Regions from separate parts of the Mus musculus genome. Here region 1 is linked to region 2. A link is a contact called in public promoter capture Hi-C data. All regions are on one chromosome and are shown on one strand. The core of a region is the stretch at or near the end of the contact, and the rest is flanking DNA. Distances in the headings are between cores, read along the strand shown. Region 1 holds the start of Crb2 (crumbs family member 2). Region 2 holds the start of Lhx6 (LIM homeobox protein 6).

Region 1 (4,691 bases), core at 1,311-3,810, 1.7 Mb before region 2:
AGGGGGGAACTTGCTCCACAGTCCCTCTGGCCTCCACACTTGGGTTTGTGTGTGCGCAAATGCTCACACGCACTCACACTAATAATAATAATAATAATAATAATACACAACAATACAGTCTCCGTGAGGTTGAGGGGGTCCTGCCCATCCCCTACATTACGGATTCAGATCACTGGTGCATTTAGTCTGGAAACAATCCTTGGAACGAATGATGACTCATTTAACAGAGGTACAAGGAAGAGCTGTAACCAACCACCTAGAGTACCACTCCTGCTGTGGTCCAGGCCCTGCTGCAGCATGCTGCTCTTGTGACCTTAAACAAGTTGGGATCTTCTCTGGACTTTGCCTAACTGTTCTGTAAACAGAGAGGTAGAAAGCCAGCTTCCCTGGATGCCGGGAGGGTTAAAATCTCTCTACACAGTGGATCACGCATCAGCAAACCTTCCCTGGAGCCCAGTAGCCAGCAGACCCCACATTATTTAGAAGTATACAGAGTCCCTGTTGCTCTCCTACCGCCCCACCTCTTAAGTTGGAGGAGGGGCCAGGTTTGGGGAAGACTGGCTGCCCCTTTGTGCACTGCACTCCCTGGGTGTTCAGGGAAGGGGTGGGGGTGGGAACAACTCGACATGTTCCATTGTAGTCCAAGATGCCTTATCCTCTCCATAGCAACCAGCAATCCTCTGCTGTGGAGTGGCTGGGATGGAGGGGCCCAGCTCAGAGCCTGGCAGGGAGGGCATCGGGTCTGGTCCAGAACTTTCATCTCCTCTGGGATGGAAATTAGCTTTCAAGTCACAAAGTCCCTAGCACCGCCCTTTGCTCAGTCAGCTCTGGGTAATCGTGCTTGTAGAGCCCCCAACTCTAGCTTCAGGGATCCCCAGAGATGGACTCTGCACACAGAATTCCCGGGGCAATGGCCCCTGAGAGCCTGTTGGAGTTCTGGGGAAATATACACCACTGTTTGCCAATCTCACAGACCATATGTGTGTAAGTGCATATAAGTCAATGCAGGCCTGCTGGTGTGTACCTAGTGGGTGAATGCAGCCATGTGCTATGTATATGATGATACACAGTAGGTTCATTAGCAAGTTCACCAGTGAGCTCACAGGGGAGACCTGGCATGTGCCTGTGGACACCTGTCCTGTTGTAGTATGTACCCTAGTCCCTGCCACACATCTGTGCAGCTGCCATGGGCATCTGTGTACTGCATGTGGAACAGATCCAAAGTGCACAGCCCAGAACCTCACGCCCTAATGTACAGACAGCCTGGAGTTGCCTGGTTTCTCCACCCTCATTTGCCTCAGGTACCAGCTTCTTCTAGGTCCCTTCCCTCCTCAACCTTCATTTGGTTTCCTCCCTAAAACAGGTCCTCGCTGTACCCAGGGTCCTCATCCTCCCCCTTTCCACAGAGAAGAGGCAATAACGGCTTTGTAGGCAGGCAGGGGGAATGCCACTGGTGGGGTTCACCTATTGCAGGGGAAGCCGGGCCCTCCCTACTGCCCTCGTAACTATAGTGACCAAGCCAAAGCGTCCTCCAGACCCCCCAGTAGGAATTCCAGGCTCAGTGTTGAATGCACTTGGACAAAGCCAATGTACTGGCTGCCTGGGCTGGCTTCAGGGAGCCCTTCCAGCATAGTTGAGGAATGCCAGAAACCTGCTGCAGGGACACACACGTATGATCCCGAATCCCTAGCCATTCCAAAGACCCGGAACAGCTCTACCGGTTGCCCCTCAAGTGCTGGCAGAGGACCCATAGAAGGGAGCAATGAGGGCAAGCTCTCCCCTAACCCTGGTTCTCTTCCCCCTCCCCTATCTTAATCTAGCCCCACCCACACCCACACCTCCCGTTGCCAGGAAAGGCCAGTTGAACATGCCGGACAACTTACAGCTAGTTCAGCGAGGACACAACTCTCAACAATCAATCCCCTCAAACAGAACGTCCACCCACCGGGCAACTTTACATGTCACCTGCATCCCAGGTCAACACGTGACTCCGGCAGACTCTATGGAGATTGCCTGAGTTTGCTGAAACTTCTCCAATTCACGCATTTCCATCTATCCCGGCACGCTTTCCCTAAGTGGCTCCTCACACCAAGATTCCCAGCTTTTCCCTCAACACACTACGCCACACCACACCAGCTCTCCCAGACTGGCTTCTACAGACCACACCAGCCCTCATCCTCCTGGCCCCACCGCATAGACTCCTCAGTCTGAAGCCTCCAGAACACTCCGAGCTCTCCAAGTGAGTCCCAAGACACCCGCACTGTCCCCACACTGTCTAGGGCCCGGGACACTCTTGCCTCTAGCATCACCATTCTCTCAGGCCAGCCCAGCCACGCTCACCCCCAGGCCCAGCCACACTCACCAGCCGGGACCCAAGGCAGCAGCAGCAGCAGCAGCAGTAGCAGTAGCAGCAACAGGGGGTAAATATCTCGTCTAGGGCCCCAAATCCTAGGCCCCACCAGCGCCATGGCAGCCGGCTCTGCCTGCCTGCCTGCCTGCCTGCCTGCGGGAACCCTCTGCTCGGCGGGCTCCGCGCCCCTGCGTCCCTCCAACCAGCACTGACGAGGTGGACAGAGGCCCGGCCCCTCCTCCAGCCCTCCCCCTCCGCCCCGCCTCCCACTGCTCCTCCCCGGACAGGATCCTCCCGGAGGGTCTGACCCACCGCTCCTCACAAACACCAGCCCCTTCGGAGGCCTCAGCTCCATCCAGGCAAGGCCCTGGGCCTGACCCTGGGTCTCAGTGCACAAGCCCTCTTGCCAGGCGGTCCAGTCCATGGGGCCAGCCAAGATTCCTGGGGCTTGTCCGACTACCCCGCAGTTTCAGGCCTGCCTTGCTTGAGCTCAGAAGCGCTCCCATCCGTCCTCACTTAACCTGCCCCTTCCACACCTGAGATAACAAGGCTCCTCCCCTCCTATCACAGGGGCTCCTGTCCTCGCTGCCCACTAGGTCCTACCCAGCCACACAGATCCTGTTCTTGTGACTATCAGTAAGGTAGTAACTGGGCCCCAGAGCACGTGCCCCCTGACTCCCTTCTATCCTTCCCACCCCCTCACCAGCCAAACGGAGCCCTTTCGTCTCCCCATTTGCCCTTGATCTTTGTCTCTGGTGTTTGCAACTTTAGAAATGTCCCTGCTGTCCAAGGCGGACCTTTCCGCTGAGTGGCTGCTCTACCGAAAATAGTGCTCCGATGCTGTTCCCACCCTTCTTCCTGAAAAGTCCTTCTCTTTGTCTAACCTCACAGTCACATGTTGCACTGGGTGGAGCCAGGAGTTCTCATCATCTCAAAACACACTGGCACATAAAAAAGCATCTCTTCTTCCATGGCCTGCTGCCCCAAGTGGGGCAGCATCTTATTTTAAAGGGAACTACCTTCTTGAAATGAGCCCCTGGCAGATGACAATGTCTGGCCCAGGTCAGTGATGGTGGATTCTGTCCCTGAAGGCTCTGGACTCTGCTGTGTCTGGCAAAGTAGCAATTGGGGGCTATGGCATGTCCTTGGAGAAACATCAGGTGAGACAATGAGCATCACAGGGTATCGGTAGCCAGCCAGAGGGCTGCTGGTTCCCCTGGGTCCCCAGAGCTCAGGAAGAGACTGAAACCATAGGCCTGGCTAACCAGCCCTGTAGCCTCTCCAGAATTAGAGGCCTGCCCTGTTTTCTGGGACACCCACTCCAGTTGTCTCTTGACCTGGAACTCCCATCGCTAATCTTGAGGAAGTCATGCTCCACTCTTGGGGGAGCACAGCTAAACATATAGGCACCTAACATGCCTGAATGACACGGAGTTTACTCGCTCTCAGTCTATTGTGTCTGTCATCTGTAAAATAGGAGTAACAGCTCCAGCCTCGTGAGACTTTACAGGGCAGTTGTGCTTTGCTCCAGGAATATGAATGGCGCCAAGAATATTAAATAGCAGGACCCTGGGGGGTAGCTACAGGGATGGGAGACAGGGGAGTGGGCTGTGAAGAGGAGCCAGGCAACAGACAGGGACTGGTTCACCCAGGAGCCCACCCCCAAGCACTAATCCCGAAGCTGCCACCTGGTGGTCCTTTGAAGAATGCAGTGGACAGAGCGCGCCTGGAGCTTGGATTGTCATAGGAGGTCAAGGAATTCAGGGATACATCTGAGAGCATGGAACTGACTGCTAGTGGTTGACTTGGTAGAACTAACACATCAGAGAGGAATACAGTGGTGAGGGCATAGATACCAATTCAAATCCCCAGCATCCACTTTCCAGCTCTGTAAGTCACTAAGTCTCTTAATGTCTCTGAGCCTCATTAACTTCCAAGTTAAAAAAAGGTGGAGGAGGAGGAGAAGGAGGAGGAGGAGGAGGAGGAGGAGGAGGAGGAGGAGGAGGAGGAGGAGGAGGAAAGAAAGAAAGAAAGAAAGAAAGAAAGAAAGAAAGAAAGAAAGAAAGAAAGAAAGAAAGAAAAAATAATAGCCCTCACTAGGTGGAACTGTCTTTTTTTTTTTTCATTTGTTTATTTATTTATTTATTTATTTAGGGCTTTTTGAGACAGGGTTTCTCCAGCTAGGTGGAACTGTCTTATGGATAAACTGTGTTTAAGGATTAAAGTGTTTGAAACAGCCAAGCAAGTGCTAGTTAAATTAAAAATGAGAAAGTAATTTTAAGCTATATGGATTTCAAATTGGAAATAAATTTATTGGCTACACTGGGGAACATAATGAAAT
Region 2 (4,652 bases), core at 1,663-4,162:
AGCATTCTAATGCCAGGCTGGGATTAAAGCACCCAAGAATAGAAGTGTGTATGTGTACATTTGTGTGCATGTACACACCTCACCTGCTCTCCACCGTGGATCTGCTCTCTTTAGTATAAAAGACTGGTTCAGAACCTGTGTGCCCAAGAGCAATAAAGGACTGCAATGCAAGGGCTGATGCCATTAGCTGGGGTTGTGTCTGCCTGAAGAGCAGATATATATCTCTAAGGAGTGGGAGGTGGGTTTTCAGTATTGCAGTCGTGTATAGACATTGTCCATGTGTGCTTCTGGCCATGCCTAATTGTGCAGACAGAGACTGACACCTGGGAACGATGTTCTTTGCAAAGGTGTGTGTTGCTTCCCCTTGAGCCTGGCGCCTGGCTCATCACCTATAAGAATGCAGTGCATAGTAAGAGATGCCTCATAACAGAGGTTATACAGGGTTTGGAGCTCCATAGGAACTTGGCCTCTCCTGAGTACGGCTGTGTGTACAAGTGTAAGCGTGATTTGAGGGGGTGCTGTTTACATCTGTAAATGAGGGCAGTTAGGGAGGGGTGGTCTGTGTGGTGGGTGGGTAGCTCTATGCAGGACTAGGTCTAAGTCTGAGTGTGCACAGTGTTTTAGAAGAAGACACACATTTACACACTTCTCTGGCATAGTTGGTGTTTGAGGAAGAAGGCTGAGGCTATAAATGTCAGTGTTTGTCAGTGTCAGACCTTTGAGTTTGAGAGTTCTCTGTTTGGGGCTTGTGCCTGCTATCTAAATGTCTGGGTCTTTGCCTTTCCCTAACTCTCATCATCCTTAGAGTCCTATAGTACGTAGAAAGTATGATTAGGTAAATCTTGAAGTGGAAGTGGATGTCCCAAGTAATTCATTCCAAAAGAACCAAGGGACCTACCCTCCCACTCTCACTAGCACAGGCTCCCCTGCCCCCAGCCCTGTTCAGCCTTTAGAAGCTGGTGCAAGCTCCGGTTGTCATGAAGCAGGGATATTTTTGCAGGAGTTTGAGGGGTGTGTCGAAGTCTAGGACCTGAAGGATTGGTGTGAGCAGGTGACCATTTGCGACACAAATATACCAGGCTCAGCACTACATCAACAGAACGTGGCTTCATGTGGAATCCAGCCTTGTAGATGGGCTGACCACGGATTCCTCTCGCACCTATTAACGTTGTGTGAGGGCGGCAGTGGGTGCCCTTGAGGGAGGGGCGGCAGAAGGAGCTGTGAGGATATGTGCCCCGCCAGTGTCTTTGTATGTTAGCATGTTCCAAGAGTCTCCCTGTAGCGCCTAGTTTCAGTGTGTCTCTCTGTGTGTGTATGTCTCTGAGTCTCTGCCTCCTTTGGAGTGTCTCGCTCTTCTTAGCGGGGAGGGGATTGGTCACGCATGACTCATCTTGAACGGAGCGGGGCTCCAGCGGCAGGGCGGTCGTCGCCGCAGCTGGAAGGGGAGGAGGACAACGAGGAGGGAGAACAGGAGGAGGAAGAGGAGGAGGAGGAAGAGGAGGAGGAGGCGGCAGCCGCAGAAGCAGCTGCAGGGACCTCTCCAAGTTTGTCGGGACCTTCTTCAGAGGCAGTGGTGCTGGCAGCCAGGGAGGCCAGGACTGCGCTCAGGCCGGGGGCGGGGAGCTGGGGCTGGGCCCGGGGCGGCGGGGCCGGAGCCTCGGTTCTCCAGCTCTCCCAGCAGCCTCTGCCCCCAGGACGCCCGAGGCCCCACTCTGCGCCTCTCTTCGCACTGCGCGCCCACCGAGCCCTCCCGCTCCCGGGCCCATGTACTGGAAGCATGAGAGCGCCGCCCCGGCGCTGCCCGAGGGCTGCCGGTTGCCGGCGGAGGGCGGCCCCACCACCGACCAGGTGAGCAAGCAGGCGAGTGGGTGAGCGTCGGGGATCCTGGGGCCAGCGGGAGCCGGGATTCAACCGGGCCGGGTCGGGTGGCGGGCGGCAGCAGGAAGGAGGGGTGCTGAGTGAGCCCGGGAGAGTGTGTCTGCAAGTGTGTGAGCGTGCGAGCGGGCAGGCGGGGGTGGGGGGTCGCGGAAAGCGGGAACACATTATGCAAATGTTGGAGGAATTTCTCAAAAAGCGATTTAGCAAAGACATAGGCGAATCAAGAGGAGGCGAGGCCAGTATTGTCCGTCTGAATAGACGCTGATAGCGCCGATGCGCCAGAGGTTGTGCCGGCGCAACGCTGAGGATCTCGATGAGGGGCCGGTCCCGGGAGCTCCAAGAGTCTGGAGGGTTCTCTTTCCTCCTCCAAGAGGCCTCTCTTTTCTCTTTTTGGCCTCATTTCACTCGCCGATCTCGCCCTCTTTGGCTTGGGGCTTCCCTTGAACTGGCCCTCCAAAGGCGTTTGAATCGGTGTCAATATCCCCGCTTCAATTTCCCGGCGCGCGTCGAGCGGGCGGATGCTCCTAGCGCTCTGGGTTTTATTTTCTCAACCACCACCACCACTACCACCACCACCACCCCCATCTCCTTTTTATTTTCTTTCTTTCTCTCTTTTCTCCTTTTTGCATTTTGTACCGAGAGTAGGAGAAGGGAGGGGGCGGAGGGAGAAAAAAATTCGATTTTTAATTACTACCATTAAAAAATCAAATTTGCAATTCTTTGGGCGGCCTGATGGATCTCACTGATTGACAGTTGGAATTGACACTCTGGCTACCTCTTATCTTGGGCATTCACGACAATTTCTAATTGCAGGTAGTTTGTGTGTGTGCGCGTGTTTTTTTTCCCCCTCAGAGGCTTGGATTGCAAAGGAACTAAGCGATTACTTCAAGAGCCACGGGTTAAGTGCAGGGAGAGGGGGAGAGAGAGGGAAAAAAACCCAATCCAAATTCAAATTGCTTCATTAGAGAGACACCGCTTTTGTGGGGAAGGGCTTTAAATGCCCACTACAAAGTTAGGACTCATTGTTCAGCGCCGGTTTATATAACAGGCGAGGGGAGGCGCTGGGCTCTGACAGCTCCGAGCCAGTTCAGCAGCCGCCGTCGCCTGCATTCCCTCCCCCTCCCCCAGGTGATGGCCCAGCCAGGGTCCGGCTGCAAAGCGACCACCCGCTGTCTCGAAGGGACCGCTCCGCCTGCCATGGTGAGTCCTTTCGGTCCTGCTTTCGGCCCCGAGTCCCCCCAACAGCACAGGCCAGGGCTTCTGGCTCAGCCTTCCGGCTACCAACCTCTACCCCTGCGCTGGAAAACTGCCGATAGGAGCCGCCTCTCGTTGAGCCTTGGTTTTTCTGGCCTGGAATGTGAGCTTTGGCTGCTTCCTGCACCCAGGATGCGCTGTGTTAAAAGTTGGGGGCCGTCCCTTCTTCTCCAATAGGTCCTTTCATTCTTGTACTCCAGCCTAGGGCGCGACATCCCTGGCACATTTCGGTGTCAGTCGGTGCGCGAGGAAACCAGATTCAACTCTGAGTACTCGGCTAAGCGCTTCGCTGTTCCTCTCTCCCATTTCAGGCTCAGTCAGACGCAGAGGCCTTGGCAGGCGCTCTGGACAAGGACGAAGGTAGAGCCTCCCCATGTACGCCCAGCACACCGTCTGTCTGCTCGCCGCCCTCTGCTGCCTCTTCCGTGCCGTCTGCCGGCAAGAATATCTGCTCCAGTTGCGGTCTGGAGATCCTGGACCGGTATCTGCTCAAGGTGAGTCAGGGTAGGTGTGCCTGCTTGCCCACGGGTGTGGTTTGCAGCCCCAAGAGCTGTAGGGAAGCAATGACCTTGCCAGGTCCATTTTCCTCGGCCTCCCAATCCAACCGCTAACCGATCGCGCAGCTTTGGGCAAGTGTTCCCAAACAGGAGGTCTCCTTTTGCCCCGGTTCCAACAAGAGAATGCAAGGCTGTATCTCAATTTCCTTGAGCCTCTCTGTATTATAGAAGAAAAGTAGGGAAGCCATACGCCCCTTCTGAGCTTCAGTGTCTCTCTGTCTCTGCAAATGAGGCTGGGGAGGCTGGGGGCGGGCGTGAAAGAGGCCCGCGCCAAGCCGACCCCCACCTCTGCCCCCTCCCCAGGTCAACAACCTCATCTGGCACGTGCGGTGCCTCGAGTGCTCCGTGTGTCGCACATCGCTGAGGCAGCAGAATAGCTGCTACATCAAGAACAAGGAGATCTACTGCAAGATGGACTACTTCAGGTAGGCAGCGGCCATCCCGCCAGCAAGCGCTGGAGCATGAACGCCTTGCACACGCGTGCCTAGGCCACTTGTGTGGCCTGTGCTCTCCAATTCCTGAGCCCTGCTGTTCAGAGTGCACAACGCGGCTCAGCGCACTGGCCCGGCCCTCCTACTCAGCACGTCTTACACAGAAGGGAGCGCCAGTCTCAGCCTGAGTTCTGGCGGGGGATCTGCCTCGGGTTCCTCCGATCTGACAGGCGCTGGCCACGGGTCTGGTTCCATCTCTGGTCTTTTCTGGCCCCGAGCACCAGTGTGTTCTGTTGAGCTCTGATGTCCGAGGCTCTGGCCCGGATCATTCGGATCCCGGTAACCATCCCGTTCCATCTCTAGTAAGCTCAGCTCTGGTTCCAACTTGAGCTCCAGTTGTGCCGTACGTAGCCTGTCCTGGGAGGGATCCTGAACTAGGCTCGGGACTCTCCTTCTAGCTTCGCTCTGCTTTCAATTTTGGGCTCAGATCTGCTCCAGCCCCAAGTGCCAACGCCACATCTGACTCCAGCCC

The links. Promoter capture Hi-C pulls out the DNA fragments that hold promoters and counts their contacts.
Region 1: a promoter capture Hi-C map of embryonic stem cells shows a contact between it and region 2, with 5 times the contacts expected there. The contact joins the promoter of Crb2 here to the promoter of Lhx6 in region 2. A contact is called at or near these places in 1 of 39 promoter capture datasets (embryonic stem cells), 2 of 484 Hi-C or Micro-C datasets (both in embryonic stem cells) and 2 of 115 datasets of contacts at active chromatin or transcription factors (embryonic stem cells and stem cell-derived neural progenitor cells).

The regions. Positions count from the first base shown.
Region 1 is chr2:37,774,118-37,778,808 of GRCm38.p6, reverse strand. It overlaps Crb2 (crumbs family member 2), which reads right to left and starts at 2,560. Exons shown (of 13, transcript NM_001163566.1): 1 at 2,363-2,560. The coding sequence starts at 2,468.
Region 2 is chr2:36,102,320-36,106,971 of GRCm38.p6, reverse strand. Lhx6 (LIM homeobox protein 6) reads left to right here and starts at 2,912. Exons shown (of 9, transcript NM_001083126.1): 1 at 2,912-3,078; 2 at 3,444-3,626; 3 at 3,993-4,114. The coding sequence starts at 3,010.